Regions from separate parts of the Gossypium hirsutum genome. Here region 1 is linked to region 2. Evidence: chromatin contacts called from public Hi-C data. All regions are on one chromosome and are shown on one strand. Each heading gives the region's core, a stretch centred on a gene start, on an enhancer-like site or on the middle of the called end of the contact. The rest is flanking DNA. Distances are from core to core; before and after follow the strand shown. Region 1 holds the start of LOC107936175 (ethylene receptor). Region 2 holds the start of LOC107936180 (molybdenum cofactor sulfurase).

What was found. A called contact is a pair of places that touch in the nucleus more often than the background predicts.
Region 1: a contact with region 2 is called in a Hi-C map of leaf, with 2.3 times the contacts expected there. The contact joins the promoter of LOC107936175 here to the promoter of LOC107936180 in region 2. A contact is called at or near these places in 2 of 34 Hi-C or Micro-C datasets (both in leaf).

What each region holds. Positions count from the first base shown.
Region 1 is chrD01:3,380,864-3,388,065 of Gossypium_hirsutum_v2.1, reverse strand. It overlaps LOC107936175 (ethylene receptor), which reads left to right and starts at 1,901. Exons shown (of 7, transcript XM_016868850.2): 1 at 1,901-2,102; 2 at 2,815-3,758; 3 at 3,852-4,220; 4 at 4,311-4,577; 5 at 4,659-4,786; 6 at 4,922-5,119; 7 at 5,469-6,136. The coding sequence starts at 2,856. The coding sequence ends at 5,826.
Region 2 is chrD01:3,197,386-3,205,214 of Gossypium_hirsutum_v2.1, reverse strand. LOC107936180 (molybdenum cofactor sulfurase) reads left to right here and starts at 5,741. Exons shown (of 21, transcript XM_041086782.1): 1 at 5,741-5,968; 2 at 6,139-6,260; 3 at 7,016-7,176; 4 at 7,412-7,569. The coding sequence starts at 5,860.

The DNA.
Region 1 (7,202 bases), core at 652-3,151, 190 kb before region 2:
CTTTAATCTATAATTCAACTTTCACCTTATATGCAATTTAGTCATTATACCTAATTACTTTTAATTCATGCAAATTCACTTAACCAAAACATATTTAACTACACAACTAACTTCGTAAATATTTTTTAATAAATATTTACGAGTCCGATTTACGGTAACGAAGTTTCGGAAATGCACTTTCCGACACTTGTGACTATTTGGTTGTTACATGATGAGTGTCAAATCCATCAAAAATAATAATTTCCTACGCCTAAACAATAAATAAATAGTAGTAAATGAAGTAGGGTCAATCCTACAGAGACTGAGATATCTAAAATTGTTGTTTGGTCCAACTAGATTACACGTCTAGGCAGCTATATGCCCACGACATGTGACGGTCTGTGCAAAAGTTAAAAGGAAATTTAAATATGATAAAATTAAAAATAAATAAAATTAAAATAATTGTAAAAATAAGCAAAAACAAAATTTAATTAAATAAACCCATATGATGAAATTCTAGCTTTAGGCTTGATTTTGCTTTGGTTTAAACCTATCCTTGATAACAAATTATCTCTTTCAATCGATAAGTTAGTTTTAGTGATTGAGGACGCCTTAGACCACCAACCTTTCCGCATGTAAATTAATTGTGGGAATGCCCAACAACTAACCCTTATTGAATGAACAACCATGAAACATGTGTCAACGATTTAGCTCTTTGGTAGCTTTGTGAACTAAAAGGATCCAACTCGAACCAACAGCCTCAACCGCGCAGGTCATTTAGATCCAATTGCTATTTTCCTTGATGGATCCAACCAACTACTTAATTGGACATGCTAATGTGTTCTACGGTAGACCGAATACGATAGACAGTCGACTCGGTACTTCCAATTGTATATCTATCAACATCGAATCAACTAGCTCTTTTTGACTTTGTTCCAATACAACTTTCTGAGACGATGATGCCTATCTCTTAAACCAAAGAAATAAAAAATACCAGAATGAAGGTTTTTAAGTGTAGGTTCAAATCTTACGATTCCATATCGGAATTGTATCTTAGTCCTTCAATTGGTTCACCAGCTCAAACTTTTACGACAACTCGAATCAACGACTTTTCTTAACTTTCCAATCTTACTTTTGCAACTAATAAAAAAAATTATATAATAAACTTAAAATTATCAAAATTAAGTATAAAACATGTATAAATTGGGCCTATTATCAAGATATTCTTATATAAAGAAAAGGTTTATTTTAGGGCTTGTTGGGTTGAATACTAGTTTTATGGGTTAGATTTGCTAGGTCAATGGGCCTCTCCTCTCCTATTTACTAAGTATTTTATTATTTATTTTTTTGAAAGCTATTATTTTTGTTTTAATTCAAAAGCATATAGCAATCAATTTTGAATTAATAATTAAAATTACGAATTTTTACGTGTATTGATATAAATTTTCACCATTAACCACATATATATATATTATAAATCTCTCTAATTCTATTAAATTACAAAAAGTGTTCCCAAAATATTAAGAGAAATTGAATATCTATTTTTATTTTAATGAGTCTCATCCATAATTATTTTTGCGTGAATTATTTTTTTAATCTTTTTAAGGACCGATAATATATCTAACTAAGAAGGAAGATAACCGTCTTTCCCTAGACTTTTTCCAATAAAGGAAAATGATGTAAGGAGAGAAGTAATTTCAAAAAGAACAAAACTTCAAAAAAGGAAAGCCAAAGAAACACAAGTTGTCATCCAAATTGGGTCCCCATTTCCCTTTTTAGGGGGAAGATTTCAACACTCTATCCTCACCCATCTGTGAAACTCTAACATAATCTCAGCCATACATCATGACCTCATTGGGTCCCACATCATTAATGATCAAGTAATAACTCAAAAGGTCGAAACGGACTTGATTAGTTCGTCTGTTACCAAACCCAATCTCACGGGTAAGTGAGAACATCATAAGCCGCCTACTTTCTTTTCTGCTCTGTCTACATTCGAGTTTCCCACTCCCCCTTATACCTTGTAAGAACAAAGACAACCCCCCCTTTTATAGATCGTTAAAAATGTTGTCTTGAAGGAAAATATTTGCAATTAAGCTGCTAAAAAGACAAAACTCAACAAGGTACTTTTGCTCTCTCCTATCCTTTTCAAATTGTTTTTGGTTTTTTTTGGAAGGGAGGGGGGAATTTTCTTTGATTTTTCAGCTAGTAAAATTTACTAGCTTGATTGGTTTTTTGGGTAAGTTTCAATTATTGGAAACTTGGGTTTTTATGTTTCCTTTCTTCTCTTCCAAACCCACCATTTCTTTCTCTCTGGTTCCAGGTCAAGCTTTTGCTTTCAGCTGTGAACAAAAGATTCTATTTTTTTCTTTTAATGATTTGGGGATTGGATAATTTGAATGATTTAATTGGTCTCACGAGTGTAATTTTGTTTTGATTGTTTGATTTACCGTAGAAGATATTTATGTATTACTTGACTACAAACTGCTTTATCGTTTTCATGGTCTACTTTTCATTTTACTTTGATTTTACAAGTTCTAGAACTTGGGTATGTCATTTCAAGTGTCACTGTTATCACAGATTTGTGTGAAGTGCATAATTCTAGTGGCTTCTGCTAGTTTGTTGGATTGAAACTCTTTTGTTCTTTTATGGTTTTGCTATCATAGTATGAGAAATTGTTTTCCTTTTCTGTTGAATTTGTTGCCGACTTTCTTTGATTAATCTGATAACTTAGTGTATGTAATTGTTAGGTATTGCAGAATCTAAATGTCTTTCTCAATGTTGTTAATCATGCATATTGGTCTTTGCATGTTATGATTTACCTTTCTCCTTCAGGTATATGAAGAAGGAGTGAGAGCCTAGGTGATTCAATCAGAATGGATTCTTGCAACTGTATTGAGCCGCAATGGCCACCAGATGATCTGTTAATGAAATATCAATATATTTCCGACTTCTTCATTGCGCTTGCTTATTTCTCAATTCCTTTAGAGCTTATATACTTTGTGAAGAAATCTGCCGTGTTTCCATATAGATGGGTACTTGTGCAATTTGGTGCCTTTATAGTACTTTGTGGTGCAACGCATCTTATTAACTTGTGGACTTTTACAATGCATACGAGAACTGTGGCTATGGTAATGACGACTGCTAAGGTTTTTACTGCTGTGGTATCGTGTGCAACTGCCTTGATGCTGGTGCATATTATTCCTGATTTATTGAGTGTTAAAACCCGAGAATTATTTTTGAAAAATAAGGCCGCCGAGCTCGATAGAGAAATGGGTCTAATTCGTACACAAGAGGAAACAGGTCGACATGTCAGGATGCTTACACATGAGATCAGAAGCACTTTGGATAGACATACAATATTAAAAACCACTCTTGTTGAATTGGGTCGAACTTTGGCACTAGAAGAATGTGCCCTGTGGATGCCAACACGTACTGGACTTGAGCTCCAACTTTCATACACTCTTCGTCAACAGAATCCAGTTGGGTATACTGTACCAATCCATCTTCCTGTGATCAATCAGGTATTTAGTAGCAGTCATGCAGTAAAAATATCCCCAAAATGTCCCGTGGCGCGAATACGCCCCGCAGGGAAGTACATGCCTGGGGAGGTGGTTGCTGTTCGTGTCCCACTCCTGCATCTCTCTAACTTCCAAATTAACGATTGGCCGGAACTTTCAACAAAACGATATGCTTTGATGGTTTTGATGCTCCCTTCTGATAGTGCAAGGCAATGGCATGCCCACGAACTGGAGCTTGTTGAAGTAGTTGCTGATCAGGTAACTAAGTTTGTCGCTCTTAGATTGTTGCATATGTTCCAGATATCAATGTTGCTAAAAGCACTTGATTTGTACATTTGTATAATGAATCAGGTGGCCGTTGCTCTTTCACATGCTGCAATTTTAGAAGAGTCAATGAGGGCTAGGGATCTTCTTATGGAGCAGAATGTTGCACTTGACCTTGCCAGAAGAGAAGCAGAGACGGCAATCCGTGCTCGAAATGATTTCTTGGCTGTTATGAATCACGAGATGAGAACCCCAATGCATGCTATTATTGCTCTATCTTCTTTACTGCAGGAAACCGAGTTAACACCTGAACAACGTCTGATGGTTGAAACGATTCTCAAGAGTAGTAACCTTCTTTCAACTCTAATAAATGATGTATTGGATCTTTCGAGGCTGGAAGATGGCAGCCTTCAACTAGACCTTGGAACTTTTAACCTTTTTGCCGTATTCAGAGAGGTAGAATTTCATTCTTTGGCTTCTGGAAAATTTTTAAAATTGCTGCTCGGTGTTTTTTCATTATAGTAACATGGTTTTATTGTGTTGTAGGTCCTTAACTTGATCAAGCCCATTGCATCTGTTAAAAAGCTTCATGTTTCATTAAATTTGGCTCCGGACTTGCCTGAATATGCCATTGGTGATGAGAAGCGCCTGATGCAAACAATTTTAAATGTCGTTGGTAATGCTGTGAAATTTTCAAAGGAGGGCAGCATTTCAATCACTGCTTTTGTCACAAAATCAGAATTACTGAGAGATTCTCAGACCCCTGAATTTTTCCCTGTGCCCAGCGATAATCACTTTTATTTGCGTGTACAGGTTGGTTCTGTTGTTGCCAGTTGTATTATGCTTTATCTTTAGTGGTTGATTAATGTTTATGCTTCTTCGCTTCTGGTGTAGGTGAAAGATTCAGGTGTAGGGATTAGCCCCCAAGATATTCCAAAGTTATTTACCAAATTTGCACAAACTCAATCAACGGCAACACGAAATTCTGGTGGCAGTGGTCTAGGTCTTGCCATTTGTAAGAGGTACACTTTTTCCCTGTACTTAGTTAGCATCTCGGTTATTGTTGTAGTGCATTGGCTTCAGCCCAACCTCTATACTGGTGTTTTTGATTTTTTAGCTATCTGCCTAATGTTTTACCTTCTTTATTATGTGATCAGATTTGTAAATCTAATGGAGGGACATATTTGGATCGAGAGTGAAGGTCTTGGTAAGGGATGTACTGCTATCTTCATGGTAAAACTCGGCATCCCGGAACGGTTGAACGAACCTAAACTTCCTTTCATGCCTAAAGTACCAACAAATCATGGTCCAACAGCTTTTCCCGGGCTTAAAGTTCTGGTTATGGATGAGAATGGGTCAGTTTCATCCTGTTCATGTTAATTCCTATTTATTTGATAATGTTTTTGATCATATTTCGTAGTTACAGATGATAAGATATATCCGGTACTCGTATTTCTTGCTTGTTTAGTTGCATATTATTTTCATGTATGCTTCTTCCATATGCATTAATGGTAAATTCACACTGCTATCATTATGATTTGCATATGATAAAAACATGCTTTTCACTGAGCTGATAAATTGTTACATTAAATGGGATGGGGTGTTTTCGATTGATGGACTGATGTAGAATAATTCGATTATGAGTACTGTTTTTTTCCTCCATGCCAAGTGAATGAACATGGAGTTGTTATGCCATCATTGCAGGGTTAGCCGGATGGTGACTAAGGGGCTTCTTGTGCATCTTGGGTGTGATGTAACGATGGTAAGCTCAAGGGAAGAGTGTTTGCGTGTAGTTTCTCATGAGCACAAGGTTGTTTTCATGGATGTTTGTGTTCCTGGTATGGATGGTTACGAAGTCGCAATCCGCATAAATGAGAAATTCACAAAACGCCATGAAAGGCCGATAATAGTAGCGCTCACCGGAAATACAGACAAGGTGACGAAAGAGAACTGCATGAGAGTCGGTATGGATGGTATTATATTGAAACCTGTTTCACTTGATAAAATGAGAAGTGTTTTATCGGATCTTTTGGAGCATCGAGTTCTTTTCGAGGCAATATAAGCACAAAGACAGTGTCTCGTTACCAACCAATTACAGGGAGACATAAACCCCCCCAAAAAAGGGGGAAGACCATGAAAGAATCACTACATTGCAGGCAAAACCAGAGGATTTAAAAGAATTATAGAGGAGTTGGTGCAAAATAATTTTCTTTTTGAGTTTCTTGTGCAACAAGCAAAAGGAAACAAAATTTATGGAAAGGGGTTTTGTAATAGGTTGTTGTGAGGAACAAAACTTGTAGCTGAGTTTACAAATGATACAGAATTCTACTAATGATTTTTATTTATTATAACATACACATTTTCTTTTCTTATTTTTCATGGATGCCTTTACTTTTTTTATTGAAATAGTGATTACCCGAATTATGGTGGATCATAAAATTACTCTTTAATAATAACAATAAATGACTGCATAACTTTTAAAAGTAAGTAAAAAGAAAAAGAGAAACTGAAAAAAAAAGTGAATAATAAAGCTTCCATAAAAAAAACTTTGAAAACCTCAAAATTATTATTTTTAAAAAATATTTTAAATTATATCACATAAGATTTGACATGCCAAACAATTTTAGTAACAGAAGAATCTAATGATATGATCTTAATTGTTTGAAGATGTAATAAGTATGATTTGAAGTTTAGAGGCCGACTTATAATCAACATCATGATTCGGAGATGTTGGTGCAATTACCTTTATGAAGTTATTTAGAAACCCCTCAAGATCACAAGATTGAGAAAGTTTGGTAGCTAAATTCTAACATCATTAAGCAACATATGCAATAGACTCTGGAGTCTTTCTCACTATCGTTCGATCGATTAATTTGTGCACTATGTTTAATAAATTAATTACTAAGATTATAGTTAATAGATTGAATGGATTATACTGAAGTTAGTGGAACCAAATCAAGTTAATTTTATTCCGAGTAGAGGCATCACGGATGATATTCTTATTGCCTAAGAAGTTATTCAAAGGTTGGGTGGATGCCTATCAAGGTAGACTTGGAGAAAACTGATGATAAAGTGCAATGGGATTTCTTAAGAGGATATTTGAACTAAGCAAGATTCCTAGGACTGCTTGTTCAGTTAATTATGCGATGCATCTCATCTTCTTCAATGCAAGTGCTATGGAATGGGGGATTAGGCAATTAGCTGAAGAGTTCAAACCGACAAGTGGAATTACAAAAGACGATCCTCATTGTCCTATCTATTTGTCCTTGGGATGGAGTGTCTACGACATAGTATTAAACATGCTGTTGATAAAAATGAGTGGCATTCAATTCGTCTGGCAAGGCAGGGTTCGCAAATCTCCCATTTGTTCTTTGCTACGATTTAGTCTTGGTTTGTGAGGCTGATATGGTGCAAGCGAGGGTGGTTCGATTCATTCTT
Region 2 (7,829 bases), core at 4,492-6,991:
TTTTATATTTTTGATCTTATTAATATGGTATTATTTATTTTATTTTGAATAATTTTGGAAAAAAGTTAAAAGATAAAATGTTGAATATTTTAATTTTTAACATGAGAAAATAATGTATTTCAAAAATAATATTTTGTTTTATTTGGTTGAAATTTTTATATTAAGTAAAAATTTATATAATTATAAAATATAATTAAAAACTTAAATATTAAAAATCCAATACCAGCTTTGTATAGCTTACCAATTTGAAATATGTGATAATTAAAAATGAATTCCCATATCCATATCCATAGTTTTAAGGGAAAAAGAATCCTACTCTAAAATCATTTTTAAGTAAAAATCTTATGAGTAAAACATCCATGCTAATTTTATTCTTAAAAAGATTATTATAAATATTTTTATGAGTAAAATACCCAAAGAGTTTTTTATTCTTAAAAGAAATTATTATAAAATATTATTATGAGTACAATACCAAAGTGTTTATACGGTAAATTGATAATAAATTTATATACTTATTGAATAAATAAAACTGTTTTAGAATCAATAGCACTATGTCATATTATGTGAGTGAAAATAATTATTTAATAAATTTATAAAAAATTAATATAAAAATTAAATACATTTTTGTTTAAATGGTAAATTGAGAGAATAAAACTCATTAAGTTCTACATGTATATAAATAAAAATAAAAAGTTCAAAATACTCCTCATAATGATATTTACTTCTTTGTAAAAATAAAAGAGATTTTAATAAATTTATAATTGAATTATGATTCGGTTGATAGTAATATTATCTCAATTGAAACTTTAAAATTAGTAAAGATAAATTAAGTAGTAATATTATTATAAAAATAAAAATAGATTATGTCCAATTAAAATAAAAATCTAAACTTTTAGACCTAAGTTTTCCATAACAATCTTCATGGGCAAATTTGATAATATGTGGCAACCGAATTAGTTAAGCAGATTGATTGGGAAAATTGAATGAAACCGTTGAACAAAGAATAGACGCCCATTTATGGGTAAACTTCGGGTTTAGTGTACAGGTGCTCATGGGTTGGAAAGCCCGGCCCGGCTCGACGGCCTGCTCGAAATATAGGAGGGTTTGAGTAAAAATATAGGCCCAAAATATGGGCTTGAGCAAAAAAATGAGGCCCGTTTAAAAAACAAGATGAGCCTCATGCACCACTTTTTTGGCCCAAGCCCGGCCCGGCCCAGCCCGAATATAATAAATATATATTTTTAAAATTTTTTAATTTCAAATATTTTTAAAATACTTTTTTTAAAATTTTTTATTTTTTAAATAAATTTTTAGTATTTTATTAAAAAATGGACCGGGCCAGGCCGAGCTTAAGAATTTTTTCCAGGGCCGGGCCTGGACAAAATCTCAGGCCCATATTCTGGGTCGGGCCTAGGATGTGGGCCAAAATTTTTTTCCCTGTGCTCGGCCCGAACCCGGTCCGGCCCGGCCCGGCCCATGAGCACCTCTGGTTTAGTGGACCAATATTTTGGTTTTCTGGCCGTAAATAAATATATATTTTAGAATCTCGTATATTGATATGATAGTTAGAACGATCCTAAATGTAGTTTGAATTCGAGTCATGTTGTTGTAATTTATTAAAATGTGTACATAAATTTTAGCTTTTCTCAACTTTAATAAATTTCATTAGATTTTTAATGAAAATTTTAATTAATATTTAATTTGATTCACGTTAAAAAAATATGTATTAGGCTCGAATTGTAAATTTGTAAAAGTATAATATTAATTTTATTAATTCTTAATTAACTACTGATTAAATACTAAAGTTACATATTTTATGTAATTAATTTGGTTAATTTATGAAAGTGCACCACTAATTTTGCCATATTTATTAAATTTTGTACAGGAATGCAATTTGGGGCTAAATAGAAGAAAAAGGAAACAATCGGGCTAGATTGAAGAAAGAAGCAAAGGAGGGCCAAAGAAGAATTTTTCCAAGATTAATTAGCTGAAATTTTTGAGTTAGTGGGATAATATTTTGGGATTTATTTTATTATGGGATATTTTTCCTTAATTTCCTATGACTAGTTGGCTCCTAATTTAGTAAATCCACTAGTATAAATAGAGCTTGTATTGTTCATCATTTCATCAATCAATCAAAATATTAAGCTTTCATCTTTCAATACATTTTCTCTCTTCTAGTCACGAATTCTTTTGCTGCCTTTAATTTCTTTTCCTTCAATTTATTAATTCTTAGTAGCCACCAAATTAAGCCATTTGCAATTCCTTTTTCAAATTCCCTTTTTATTTTCAGTAGTTTTCCACCCATTTTACCTTATTTAATTATTCCAATACCAATATGCCCCAAACCTTAGCCAACTAAACCCATTTTCAGCTTAGGCCTAAATTAGCCTCGTCAAAACCTGTGAGTTACGAACCCGAGCCATTTAACTCCTAATATTCCAGTACTTATTACTTCTCCGGATTAAGAGTATGATTTTGTCAACTCACAAAGTCAGATCAACACTAAGTCAAAAAAGACGTCGTTTGATTTAGTGTGGTTAGACGTACAGTTGGAATTCCAAAAGGAACGTTTCCAATCGGTTTTCTGTGAACACATTGGCGTGCCAAGTGGAGATTGCTGTTTGGTTCCGTCAAGGGAAATAGTAACCGGATTTAAATGTCCCACGCGGTTGAGGGCATTGGTTCGAGCTAGGCTCTTTTAGAACGCAAAGCTGCCGGAGTTCTAAATCACGAACGTTTCGTGGTTGTTCGATCGGTAAGAGTTAGTTATTGGACGTTCTATAACTAATTTACACAAGGAAGAGTTGGAGTCCGAGGCGTCCTTGGTAGCTATAACTAGCTTATTGGAAAAGAGGAGTTCATCCAATTTTGAGGATCGGTTCAAAGACGAGGAAAATTCGCGCCTAAAGCTGAGCTCATTCTAATTAATTTTTCTTAATATTTATTTCACGGTTTTTATTATTCTGTTTTCAACTTTTACTTTTGACATTATTTTTCTGTTAATTTCAGGTTTTCAAATTTTTATCCCCCTGAATGTCTTGGGCACGACAGCTGCCCCGACAAAAATCTGGTCAAGAAAGGAATAATTTGCTGTAAACCAGTCTCTGAGGGATCGACCCTACTCCCTATACTGCATAATTTACAATTTAAGGCGTAGGTTTATATTGGTGGATTCGACACTCATCAACTACAATAAACTCTCCTTATAACAGTTAAATTCTTAGTAAAATCGATTTTTTTTACTTTTATTTTAACTCTTTATAATATTTTTTTACTTATAACAACAATAGTTATAGTTATGAAATATATTTTTTATTAAATTAGTATTCTGATAGTTTTTTTTATCCCGTGCGATGCACGGATTAATTGTATGTATTAATTACAAAATATTAAATTTATTTTAAAAGTTTGTACATTTTCGCAATTAATACAAAAAAAATGTATTCTAAATCGTATATTGTATGCTATTAAAACATATTATTTTAATATTATAAAAATAATATATTATACACTATAATATGCATAAATTTTAAAATGCCTTATAATTTAATATGTTTAAAAGTAATAATGCATGCACATGCTATATATCTTTTAATTTTGTTGATTTAATTGTTATTTTCTTTTTTTTACATAGATAGTCACTCGATTATAAAAAATTTTAATTTTAGGCACCCAAAATAAAAAGGTTTACAATTTAAGCACTAATTTTACTTAGTTCAATCATTTTGGTCACTCTCGTTAAAATCACAAAGAACAAGTTGACGTGTCAGTTAAGAAAATTGGTATAATAACAAATTTAACCCTCAATTTTTACATATTATATTAATTTAATCATAATTTTAAAAAATAATTTTTAAAATGTATAAATTATCTTAATTTGATCTAATTCTAATAAATTCAACTAAATATATAAAAATATAGAGAGAGAAGGTCTCTATAATGATATATATAATCCAAAATAATATTCTAAAATAATAAGTACCTAAAATAAAATAGAAGATAAACATAATAAAAATCCAAAATTAACAAAATCATCTAATATAATAAAAATCCAAACTGATTAAATACAAATTACAAAACAACTATTATCTAAAATTAATATCATAGCAATTGCCTTTATCCAAAAGTCCTCACGTGTCGCCTATGCCTTAATTACAATCATTCATGCCACAATTTGCACAAGTTTACCCCAAATTTTGATATTTTTACGACATAAATTGCGCCTATAAAAAATAAACAAGATTCACTTAATTTAGTAGCAACCATATCCATATTTTATTAGAATTAGTGGTAGCATTAGTCACCTACAAGTATTTTATATGTTTGTAAGGTATAGGTTCAAACTCTATCAAATCCAAATGTTCACTTTTCCCTAATAAGTGGTTGTGTATCATGCATAAACCGTATTCAACGAAGCATTCCTACTTTATTGAATTTGTTTGTCTCTCCAGACTAACTCAAGCCCTCGAGTTTTCACCAGAGTTAGGAAACAAAACCCTAATTCAGGACAATATCACTCGTTGAGAAGTTAATTGGCTCTCGAAGGACAACACTTTGAAGATAACTCTTGAAGAAATCGGCCTCCTCTCAACCAATATATATTCTAGAGAAGAAAAAAGAGAAGAAAATTTATATGATATTAGTGTTACTGCCTAAAAGATTATATAAAATATAAAATGGGTAAACTATACCTAAGGTTACTCTATATTAGTAAGTTTACACTTTAATTACTCAATTTCAAAAAGTTAAAAATTGGTCACTAAATCATTCAAAAATTATCATTTAAATCATTAGGCCATTAAGTTGCTGACAAATGTTTGATGATCATTAGTTCGCAATTTATCATAGGTTAAACCAAGCTCAAGTTCACTCAACTATTTCAAAAAAAAATGTTACAAGTTGGTCGCTAAGCTATACGAAAGTTTTAAGGTTTTAATTACCTTATTCTCTGTTGTATTCTAGTAATCTTGCTACCATTTGGCTTCCTCCCTTTACAAAGAATAACACTAAGCTAGAGCTTTTCCCCTCCTTTTTCAAAATTATGGTTTGATTTTTCTTGAAATGGTCTAAAACTCCACTAATTTAAACCTAAAGCCCTAATGGAGATGCTCTGCGATCTTAATCCATTGTTGATGATTGGTCACCTAACTCCGATATGTTCATTTTCTCAATGGAACTTTCTCTTTGATTGAAATTATCTGATTAACTTCTTATTGAATCTAGTACATTTGAGCATCTTTTTTTTAAAAACATATTTTGATTATCTTTTCTCTAATTTTATCCTATCCCTTTGCTTTCTTAGGTCTTATTTAGAGCTCATTGAAATATGAGAGTTTCTTCCTCTTTCTTATTTATGTTTTTGTATGCTTTGATCGCGCTTGTGAGTTGTTATTATGTTGTTTAGATTATTGGGTTAGGGAGTGATGATGCATAAATTTAGTGACCAGAGTATAAATTTGCAAATTTATTAATAATTCAATGACCAACCTTAACTTTTTGAAATTGAGTGACTAAATTGTAAACTACCTGTCCCGACCTTTGACATCTATTAGCACTTAATGGGCCAGTGATTAACTTGTAACCATCGAATAGTTCAATGATCAATTTGCAATATTTTCAAATGGAGTTACTAAAATGTAAACTTACTAATATATGAGTGACCTTTGGTAAAATTTACCCAATAGAATCATAGAGGCAACGTGTCTGAATTCTTAAACGTTTCTGAATTCTGACTCGTCCCGAGCTAGTTCCTCGGGAAGAAGCTAGAGGACAAGTACCCTCAGCTCATTCCAATCTATCTGCTGGTCAACATTATTGTTTTTATCACCATATCCCAACCCTGAAAGTTCTCTGCAAATGGACGGCCAGGAAGAGTTTCTCAAGGAATTCGGTGACTTTTACGGCTACCCCAACGCCCCTAAGTCCATCGACGAAATTCGTTCCACCGAGTTCAAGCGATTAGAAGGTCAACTTTTTTTCTTTATTCAAATTTTTATTGATATTTTATATTCCTTTTATTGTTTCAAGTAAGAAATAATTGAAATTTCAGAAGATAGAGTTGGAATTTCGAGTTTTTGTTTGATGCTTTGGGTTTGGGTACTTTGATTAGCTATTTTTGAGCTTTGGGTACTGTAGATACTGTGTATTTGGATCATGCTGGAGCAACCCTTTACTCCGAGTTGCAGATGGAAGCTATCTTTAAAGATCTTACGACTACTGTTTATGGAAATCCTCGTATCCTCTTAACTCAAAAGCTGGTATTGTTTTTTTCTCTGAAATTCGATGAAATTCCAACTATTCTTATTGACTAATGTCTTCCCTATTGTATGTTAATCTTATAAATGATTATGAGTTCTTTAAAGCACTGAGTAAAATCCCTTTAGCAAGATCCGCACTGCATTAGTTTGGTTTTGATTTTTATCCTGCATTGTATTTTTGGACGGAAAAGCTAGAAATTTGTTCAGTTAATCTGTTTTGAGAAGTATTATCTTACCATGATTTGGGAATACAAGCCCTTTAGGAATATCTGGTACTGGTTTTGGTTTGTTTTGATTGTGACATTGCAGTAACTCAGATTATTGATGTGTTTTTTGGCTGAAAAGCTGGAGGTTCCTTCTCTTGTTTCAGTTTGGGTCATAATTTATTGTCTTATTCGTGCTTAGAAATAATAGGTCTTATATAGAACTATGCCTTATGTTCTTCTTGACTACTTCTATAAGATAGCCAAAGTGATTCTAGTTCAGCCACTAGTGACATTGTAAGGGAAGCACGCAGACAGGTACCACGAATGTTACTTTACTTTGTTTTCTGTTGTTCTTATTTCTTTGCTGAAATTTGTTTTAAAGTTTCTACATTTCAAATGGCCTGGTTTTATTTGGTCTATGAAGTCATAAATAGTTTATAGGTATTGGTACTTGTGCTCTAGTTCAATTTGAAATAAATTATCATTTTTTTTAACCTGTGGTATCAGAATAATTGTCTTTTATTTTTGTATATTTTTCTTGCTATATAGGTCCTCGATTACTGCAATGCTTCTCAAAAGGATTATAAATGTATATTCACTTCTGGGGCAACAGCTGCATTGAAACTCATAGGGGAGAACTTTCCCTGGAGCTGTAAGAGCACCTTTATGTACACAATGGAAAATCATAATAGCGTACTTGGTCTTAGAGAGTATCCTGCCACTTCTAGTTTTGGGAGTACTATCATAAATTCTGGCCAGTGCAGTCATGTTTTGTGTGTATGTGTGTTTTCTTTTTTCTGTTCTAAGTTCATCTTATATCCACAGTGATATTACTTATAGTATGTTTTGTTTTGTGTATTATATGACAGAAAAGGATCAGCATTTTTGTTCCTTCTCTTAATATTCTTGAATCTGTAACTTTGTGTGTCCTTAATAATTTATTAGATATGCTCTCAATCAAGGAGCTGCAGCCTTTGCAGTTGATATAAATGAGGCTGTGGATCAGGATGGAGCATCTAGAAGCTCTCTGACTTCATGTAAGGTGTTACAGCATCCAGTGCAGATAAGAAATGAAGCAAAAATTTTGGAAGGGGAGCTTACAGGTAACATTTGGATAAATATGTTAACTTAATTTACTACTGATACCTGTTAGAGAAATGATTCAGGGTGAAATAACTAATATTTGCATATTAATTTGGGTCTCCTTTGGTGAATTCTATACCTGATATCTAGCTGAAAGAAGCCATTAGATAAAAGTTCTTGACTATGGAACTTTATGCAAATGCATGGATATTATGTGTGGTTGCACATATCATCATGGTCAAGGTCATTTTGGCAATAGGATCTCATTTTCCTAGATAGC